Regions from separate parts of the Gossypium hirsutum genome. Here regions 1 and 3 are each linked to region 2. Evidence: chromatin contacts called from public Hi-C data. All regions are on one chromosome and are shown on one strand. Each heading gives the region's core, a stretch centred on a gene start, on an enhancer-like site or on the middle of the called end of the contact. The rest is flanking DNA. Distances are from core to core; before and after follow the strand shown.

Region 1 (2,803 bases), core at 88-2,587, 450 kb after region 2:
TCATAATTTTGATTAATGACATTAGTTGATAAATCATAAAATATGTCGAAAATACTTGCAAAAATAAATGACCCATTATTTATAAATTATAAAAAAAGGTATTTCAATAATGAAAACCATAAATATCATGGTCAATCATCAACAAACAAATTTCAGACATTATGGATATATCCTCTAGAGTTCAAACTTAATAGTTTGGTTCACTATAAGAAATGTATAGATTATAGGCTAATGGCACTTGCTCGCCTATTTCACACATAAAGCCAGCGGGCGCCATTTTGCTACCTCGGCATAAAACGCTCATGTGCCTTATATAAGTAATATGTCAATTCCAGTTTTATATTAGACAGACACTATAATATTGTCTTAAAACTGGCCTCCTTCAAAAGTTTGTCCGAATTGCCAACCAGCAGGCACTACATTGTAGGCTGTGATAGTCCTGCCATCGCTGGCAGTCACTTTAAAAGAGAGGCTTTGTCCGTTAAGGTAAGCATTGCTCTGCCAGTTTTGGCCCCAATTTCTGGACATAGGTAGCCATCCTGTTCTGGAACCCTTGATGGACACTGACGTTATATCCCCTGCCCCTCCCACGTTCGTTATCAACACCATGTTGAAGTACGAATGTCCATTCATGGTGTACCTGATGCCTCCTTTCTTCACACATGACACCCTGCAAAAGGTCAAACACCCAACAGTTTAACATACCTTAAAGAGTGATGATTTGAATTGAGTTTTATTCACCACCTTCTGAACATAACAGGGACGATTCCAGCTCGATATTCTGCTATCCGCAAGAATGCCGGTTCGGCCAAATCAAAGTGTTCTCGTGGGGGATTGCACCACCCGCCATTGTCACTAGATAAAGCATAGTTAGGTGGACAAAAGTTGGTGGCTGTCACGGTTATGGTTCGACTAATGCACCATTGAGGATCATTGTTGCACCGGAGCTCGTAGCAGGCACCGCAGCTCAAGCCATTGTTGAAAAGTGCAGTGCTCAAAGCTGCTGTGCTCGTTCCATACCCTTGACTGTACAGGTTTCCATAACCACAAGCTCCCCCTATAGAGAACATCACAAATTAAGAACATAGCCTAGAGATTTTTATGTAGGTAATGCCGTAATGGTTTGAAAGTTTGAAACTCACCCATTGTGCCGGTAGCATCAGCACCACCGTAGAAGGTGGCATGGGCAGTTTGCCAACCACCATTGTCATCTCCATTAGCACCAAGGAAAATGGAGTTGCAGACACTGAACAAAAAGAAGAAAAGTGGAAATATTTGCAACATCATCGTTTTGGTTGCCATTTGAGTAAGAGCTAGCTAGCTCAAACAATTGGCTGACCTAACCTTATTGATTTGAGGAGAGAAAAAGTGTATAGCTATTTATACAAAATGAGAAAGAGTTTGTAGTACAGAAGATGACAAGCAACGCTAAGTACCGTACGTAGCTAATTAAGTGGTGAAAGAGTACAAATTTGGAGGATAATTAAGGCTTAAGCTATACATTAAAAGGGCACATGCAAAATTTTAATCATAGATATGATGGTATCCAGTATCCATTATTTGCTCAACGACTTGTTTTAATGGATATAAATATAGATGGATGGAAACATAATGTTTAATTAAACCATAACAATGGCGGAAGGTTGAGCGAGGGGTTATTCCAGCGCAGTCTCCTAATTGCTTGCAATTGAAGCCACTTGAAACAAAACTAAAAAAATCTCATTTAACTCCAGCCAACCACCTCAACCATCGGTGGAGTTACACTTTACCAGTTAATTCCCCTATCATTTGAAGTTGGTAATAGTGAATGGTGATGAGTAGGTTCATTTTCAGTCAGCCAATCAGACTCAGGTTTTTCGTTTTTCACAAGCGCCGATCAGGGAAGGACTGAAGGTGAAGAAGTCGCCATTTTCTAGAATACAATTTTCTTGACTTTCTGAAAATAGAAATTGTTCTATATAAGATGATACGTACTAAAAGTTTCTATTACTTCATGAAAGTTATTTTAACAGGGGTAACTAACTCTTAGTAAGTTTTCCTCGGTTAACTTATTAAATTATTGAAAATTTTTCATTTAAATTAGTATATTGTTAAAATTGTTATTGTGTGGTCTTCTTTGTTCGCACTGTTTGTGCCAATCAAAAGATATTTTTTTCCTTCCCTCTTACACTTTAGTTCTTTTTCATGAACCAGCTTTGAAGTCATAAATTTATGAATCAAAATCCAAATATTTTTTTTCGATTTTCAACACTGACCGTAATATCAACTTGGACCTAATGTATATTCTATTTGTCAATAAGTATAAATCCATTGTATCACTTATCGAATCGTAGCTTGGAACTTGCTAATCGAATTTTTAAAAAAAAACTTAATAGCCCGGTGACTTAAATAAAAACTTTTAAATATTCCAGTAACTTAAATGAAAATTTTCGAATAGTTCAAAGACCATTTTTTAACTTTCTGAAATTAAGTGATCAAAACGTAAACTTACTAATAGTTGAGTGCAAGTTACACTTTTAATAACAATAAAATAATAAAATAATAATAATTTAATTAGCTAAAACTAGAGAGGTATTATAGTTTTTTTGAAAAAAAAATTATAACTTTCTAATTTTTTTAAAGTGTCGATGGTCGAAAGTTGATAAATCTTTCAACGTATCAATATTATTTTTGAGGGCTGTTTTCTAATTTTATTGAGAATTTAAGTGACCAAAGAAATTGTATGAAAAAATGACGAGTTTGTCAAATGCCTAAAAAGAGACATCATGTGTCCATGCATGATCATTCACTAAAGAAACCTCAG
Region 2 (3,092 bases), core at 169-2,668:
TCCAATTGAAGAATTATATGGAAAAATAGCTTCAAGAGAAGAAATATATTAGAAATATAGTTGCTGTTGCTCAAGCATTTGCAATGCGAAAAAATAGAGGGAGAAGCAGAAAAGAATGAAAAAAAAAGTTAAAAGAACATAAAAGAAAAAAAAAGTTAAATTACTCAAAACTAAAAAAATATGAATCAATTGTATAATTTAATCTAAAATTTTTGTTTGAAATAATGATTTAATGTGCCACGTCAACTTACCGTTACACTGTTAATGACAATTAACAACTCAATGACTAAAATGTTATAGCACGTTAATGTAAATGATTAAAACGTAACATTTCAAATATAAATGACTAAAATATAACTTGAAACAAATAAACATAACTATTTTGATAGTTTACGCATTTTATAATGATTTATTCATAAGAAAAAAGTAATAGAAGTTGCAAGGATGAGTCAAGTAGGATTTCCTATTACAATATATTGTTATTTAACTTATATATAATAAATTTATTACAAAAATTTCGTAAACATCTTATAATTTCATCTAAAACTTTTCTATTGTCTTAAATGAATTGTTTACATAAGATACCTTTTTTTGCCCACATTGGATTTTATGTATTTATATCATACTTACTTATATTAAGTTTTTTATTAAGTTAATATCATATTAATTTAGTTGTGAAATTATTAAATTACTCTTTTATATATAAATTAAGATACATTTTTACAAGAGTGTTTTTATTTTTATATATGACAAATAAATAAAAAATTATCCTAATGAGATTTGAACTCAATACAACATACTTAATGAATATTTACTTTACTATTGTAACCGAAATATCAATTAATTTTATATAAAATTTTAATAAATATATTTGATACATAAATTTTTAGGCATATCATGAATATATCATAAAATCTAGTAATGATTTAAAACTTATATATATATATATATTGAAATTTTGGTTTTTCTTTTTAGATAATTCATTAAAATAATATTGTAAAAACTTTCTTTATAAATTAAATAATATAAAATTTTTCCTTGGATACATATAAGCTAACAATTAATTTCGTCAGAAAATTACACCTTTAACATTATGATGTTATGTTAATAACTATTTTGTAAATATTTAGAAAAACGTAGGATGATGGATATGCAAATATAGAAAGTAGTTTTGAAAGGTGAATTGAGTGTGTATGTTTTTGAAAGGTGATTTTATATTGCTTATAAAACAAACTTTCATGTAATGTTAAAAAAAAAATATTCATATAAAAAGCTAAAGGCATGAAATATTGACGACATTTGTTACTTTTTTTAATTATAAATTTTTGGTCAGTTTTTCACTTTCTAAATCATTTTATTTTTAAAAAAAATAACACATGTTTTATTATGTATGAACATTATTTTTGGACCGAATCGAGGAAAGTATAACTGCTGGCCCGTATTCCGTAACAGGCTCAGGCCCCTGGCCTGGGTGGACTCCATCGAAGCAAAAGTTAGAAATGAATAAAAAAAGAAACAAGTGTTGAGTAATTCGGAATTCTCTCGGCGGTGAGAAGAAACGCGGCTGACGAGAACATTGCAGAATAATGGCGTCGCTGTGTCTTTTAGTTTTCCTGTTACTTTGTCTTCCTTTTATTTCCGTTGCTTACAGGCCAGGGGACATAGTTCCGATGAGCAAGATGGGTCAATACCATTCCGTCAGTTGTCTTTTCTTTTCCTTTCTTTTTTTTAAAAATTTTTTAATCTAATTTTGAAGTTAAGATCTCTGAATTTGATTAATTTTAGTCTAGAACTGTTTGGCATGACGTGATCGGGAAACATTGCCCAATTTTTGCCGTTAATCGGGAGGTATTTTTCTTCTTTTTCAATCTTCCCCATTTCTGTTTCTTTTTTGAAATTTTCATTTATATATAAATTAATTTGCAGGTGTTAATTCCTATAGCAAAGCCGACTGGTTACACGGGAGCTGATCCATATAAAATGTAAGACTTTATTCAAATTTATGATTTTCTTAATACAACCTCTTTTTTTTTTTGGCATTAGTTGCAAATGCTAGGGTTTCATAGCTAAACGAAGAGAAAACTGAAACTATCGAATTTAATTACTCAGATTCATGAATGAAATGTTTTTGAGTCCAAAAATGTATTTTCATTCAGCTTTTTTTCGAGTAAGCGTTTTTCATACTCCGAATAATGAGTCTGAGATTCAGACCTGAGCTTTAACTTCTGGGCTCATTTTCTGGTATATTCTTATCCTTTGCTTTCCACTCCTAATTTTTTCTCATAAACTAAGGCCAATAGTTTTTCTTAGCAACTATCTTTTGCTTCTGTATAAAATGTTTTTATAGTTCATAAGTTCAATATTTTTAGAAATTATTATAGTAATCCATGTTTTACAATGTTTGACTCACGTCTAGATCATTCCAAGTTGGGAAGGAGAAGTTTCTTGTTCCTTGGCTTTTTCTTATAAATCGTAAAAGTTCTGAAGTTCCAATGATTGACATGCATTTGGTAAGATATTTTTGTAGCTTTTACCCCTTTCCTTTTGGAAATCGTAACTTCTTGACTGATACATGTCTAGTTATTTTGCTTGATTTGACTGAGTTCTTGTGGTTTCTTTGTCGTTCAGAGGTACTCAGGTGGTGATTTGCACGGTGTCACTGCTAAAATTGTAGATATGCCTCATCACTGTATGTAGTCTTATCTATATGTTTCAGTGTGGTACTAGTTTGCTAACAAATAGAGAAACATGTGAGAGTGTATTAGGAAATTATAATAGTCTACGAATAATTTTCCCAACTAATCCCATAATAAATGTGAAAAAAAAAGAAAATTAAATTGATGAATCAAAATAAGCAATGCCATTTTAGAAAAATTAATTATTAATTGATAGCTTGCAGCAAAGTTGTGGTCAAATTTGTTTTTGGATCAGGAGAGATGTGAGAGTTATTGCTTTTGTAAATAGATTCACAGCTTTGTTGTGTTGTGCATCATTTGTGCATCTGTGAAATTGTATGCAGAGATTTCTTCATATTCATTATTTTCAGAGTAGCACATCCAGTACTTCAAAGAGATCATAACTATTCATTTATT
Region 3 (2,823 bases), core at 22-2,521, 380 kb before region 2:
CTTTAAGCACTCTCAATAAACTCTCCGAATCAATCAGAGACTTAAATTCCTCTCAACAGTTACGTGTTTTCTTCTTTTTTTAAAGTTGGAAAAATGATGCGCATGTATTGTTGAATGTTGCATAGAATGTAAGAGTTAAGCATATATGTGGGGGTGGATCCATTAAACCCCATGTTTGTAACATAATAACGGAGACTATGAAGGAAGGTAAATGTACCTCTCTCATATAAAAACATATGATTAATAAGTTCATTGGGCTTTGTTACTCTTTAAATGCAAAATTTTATACTCATTATTAGACATTATTAGAAAATTACAACTAATTTTTTCCGGCAATAGTAATGATTTAGTACCACAAATTCTGCAGTTTTGGGTGTTTTCACAGCTTTAACTAACCATAGACCAACTAAAATACATTCCTAGATGGTTGCAATTACAAAGTAAATGAACACAAACGTGAGAGAGATTCTCATCCATCAAATCTGTATGTTTACTCAGATCCATGCTAAACAGCTGACGATATATGTTCAGCAGCCGTATCATCCACGAAGCTTACCGATACTTCCCCCTACCAATATCGAAACACAGAGTGGAAGTTGGTGATCCAATGGCTGCAGTATCAACTTCATCATCTGGGGTCAAAAATCGACTCCTCTTCTGGTATTTTCCGGGTCTTATTGCAAGAAACATTGGTGAAGAAGAAGAAGGAGGAGGTGATGTAGGCACTAGACTGCTGGTTTTCTTCAAACTGATAATCTTTGGGAACAATGCCTGGAAAAGACCAGATCTTGAGTGCTTATTCTTGATGGGTTTGGAGTTGGAGTTGGAGTTGGAGTAGTATGATGGAGGAGGAGTGAGAGGAGGAATGGATGTATCAGAGAATGTGTATTTGGGTGTCCCAGGCTGAGACTCCCACATGAAAGGGACAGCACCGGGGAGTCCGCCATAGTAGACCCTGAAAGAAGGATTGGCGACAGAGTTTTCCTTAGATAAAAGCCTGGAAAAGAACTTGTCATCTTGCTTAATTTCGAGACTCTTATTATGGGGAAGATGATCAGGACTTGTGGTAAACATCTTGGGATGAAACTTGTGGTGGTGGTGCTGTTTTTGGGGTTTCAGTGATCAATTGGTTTAGGAGATTATATGAAGGAAAAGAATCCCAGAGCCAGAGAGGAAGGCTTTAGGCTTGAAGATCTCTCTACTTTTGGGGTTTATAATACTAGAGAAGCAGGACCAGCAGAAGTGAACTGAAATCATAAGTAAAGATATATCAGAATATTACTTTACATGACTTATCCAAAAGAAAAAGAAAAAAGGCAATATTGCGGTATACATCACCAAAGCTTTTACTCACACTCACACTCACACTCACACTTGTTTAAGGTTTTGTTCAATTTTACTATTACAGTCAATTATTATAAATATTAATTAATTAATTTAATAAATTGATTGAATTCAATTCACGTTAATAACTTTAGATTAAATTTACGCATACGGTGAGATTTAAATATGTGATCTCAAAATTATCAAAGCTCTTTCTTATAAGATTTATTTTCACTTTAACGACTTTGACAATATGATCAATTATTCGAGACTCAAGATTATTTCATTTTCTATTAATGCTAGTAATATACAACAGTTAAATAAAATCTTTTTCTTCTTGAGACCTTTAATATTTTTTTCTCACATGAGAGTTCCAATTAATTCATGTTTATCTACTCTTATCCGTGTAAGGGGAGGGAGAAACTTTTGTACTCAACTACAAAATTTATTTTGTGTTTCGTAATGATTTCATTTTTCTATTAATAGGACTTTAGAGTCTTGATTTATACTGTTCTAATGAATCAACATTAAATTTTAAAACATACATTGAAGATAATATTTTATATTGCTTTTACAGTCAAATCCACTATTATAATTAAGATGACATTTGCCTAAGTATATGATATTTGAACTCAAAGTCAAATACAAATATGTTCAATTTTTTAAACAACTTTTCAGCCGCGTAAACATATATGGGGAATATAAAAATGGTACAATAATTTAAAAAAAACATAGGTACAACATTGTTTTGAAGATTTTTCATAATTTGGTTATGAAAATGGAACCACCTAGGTTTTGTTTTTCTTGAAAGTAGTTTAAGTTAGTGTTGTGCTGTTGGTAAGTTGTATTGAAAGTAGTTGCAAATTGAGTTGCAACTCAAAATATTTAGACGTTATGCTTTTAGCTTCGCATTGATTAACATTCTAGCCAATGACTTGTTTCGGTCGTGGGGCCTTCGCTATTTAAGAAGCTGGTTCAGTATCGGTCAGGGCGTTTACGTGAAGCTCGACCATCAATCACCATTTGGCACTACTGCTGCCGCTCCCACCATCATCAGTTGTCACCATGAATGTCGATTTTTTGGTCAAAATTAATATATAACAATCTTACCAACAGGAAATAAGGTGAGAATGCCTTTTCTTTAAAATTAATATTATAAAAATATCTTCACTCAATATATTAATGGTTAATATTTGATGTATTGGTAGGATATTTTTTAATTTTATAAATGGTTTTAAAATTTTGTTATATATTTCTTTTTTAAAATATTTTTAAAAATTTATTATATCCATATAAAATATTTGTTAAATTTTTAATTTTATTTATGGACCCTAAAAATTCTAATGATATCAAATATTTTCTGTATAATTGATGGCTGCGGATAAAAAGCTGAAGCAGAGAAGATATTGCAGGCTAATCAAAGCTGACAAAAGTGCTTGTGCATATATATATCTGGCCTCACTTGCTGTTGCCCCAACGACAGCGCTAGGATACTGTAGA

Evidence for each region. Hi-C and Micro-C count contacts between places; a contact is called where the count stands out from the background.
Region 1: a contact with region 2 is called in a Hi-C map of leaf, with 3 times the contacts expected there. The contact joins the promoter of LOC107896748 here to the promoter of LOC107896750 in region 2. A contact is called at or near these places in 17 of 34 Hi-C or Micro-C datasets (anther, callus, hypocotyl and 3 more).
Region 3: a contact with region 2 is called in a Hi-C map of leaf, with 1.8 times the contacts expected there. The contact joins the promoter of LOC107896757 here to the promoter of LOC107896750 in region 2. A contact is called at or near these places in 3 of 34 Hi-C or Micro-C datasets (hypocotyl and leaf).

What each region holds. Positions count from the first base shown.
Region 1 is chrA10:86,863,613-86,866,415 of Gossypium_hirsutum_v2.1, forward strand. LOC107896748 (expansin-A4-like) reads right to left here and starts at 1,338. Exons shown (of 3, transcript NM_001326844.1): 1 at 1,143-1,338; 2 at 745-1,057; 3 at 56-670. The coding sequence starts at 1,302. The coding sequence ends at 367.
Region 2 is chrA10:86,416,070-86,419,161 of Gossypium_hirsutum_v2.1, forward strand. LOC107896750 reads left to right here and starts at 1,419. Exons shown (of 9, transcript XM_016822014.2): 1 at 1,419-1,697; 2 at 1,786-1,848; 3 at 1,927-1,982; 4 at 2,417-2,510; 5 at 2,629-2,689. The coding sequence starts at 1,587.
Region 3 is chrA10:86,034,837-86,037,659 of Gossypium_hirsutum_v2.1, forward strand. It overlaps LOC107896757, which reads right to left and starts at 1,272. Exons shown (of 1, transcript XM_016822023.2): 1 at 345-1,272. The coding sequence starts at 1,074. The coding sequence ends at 553.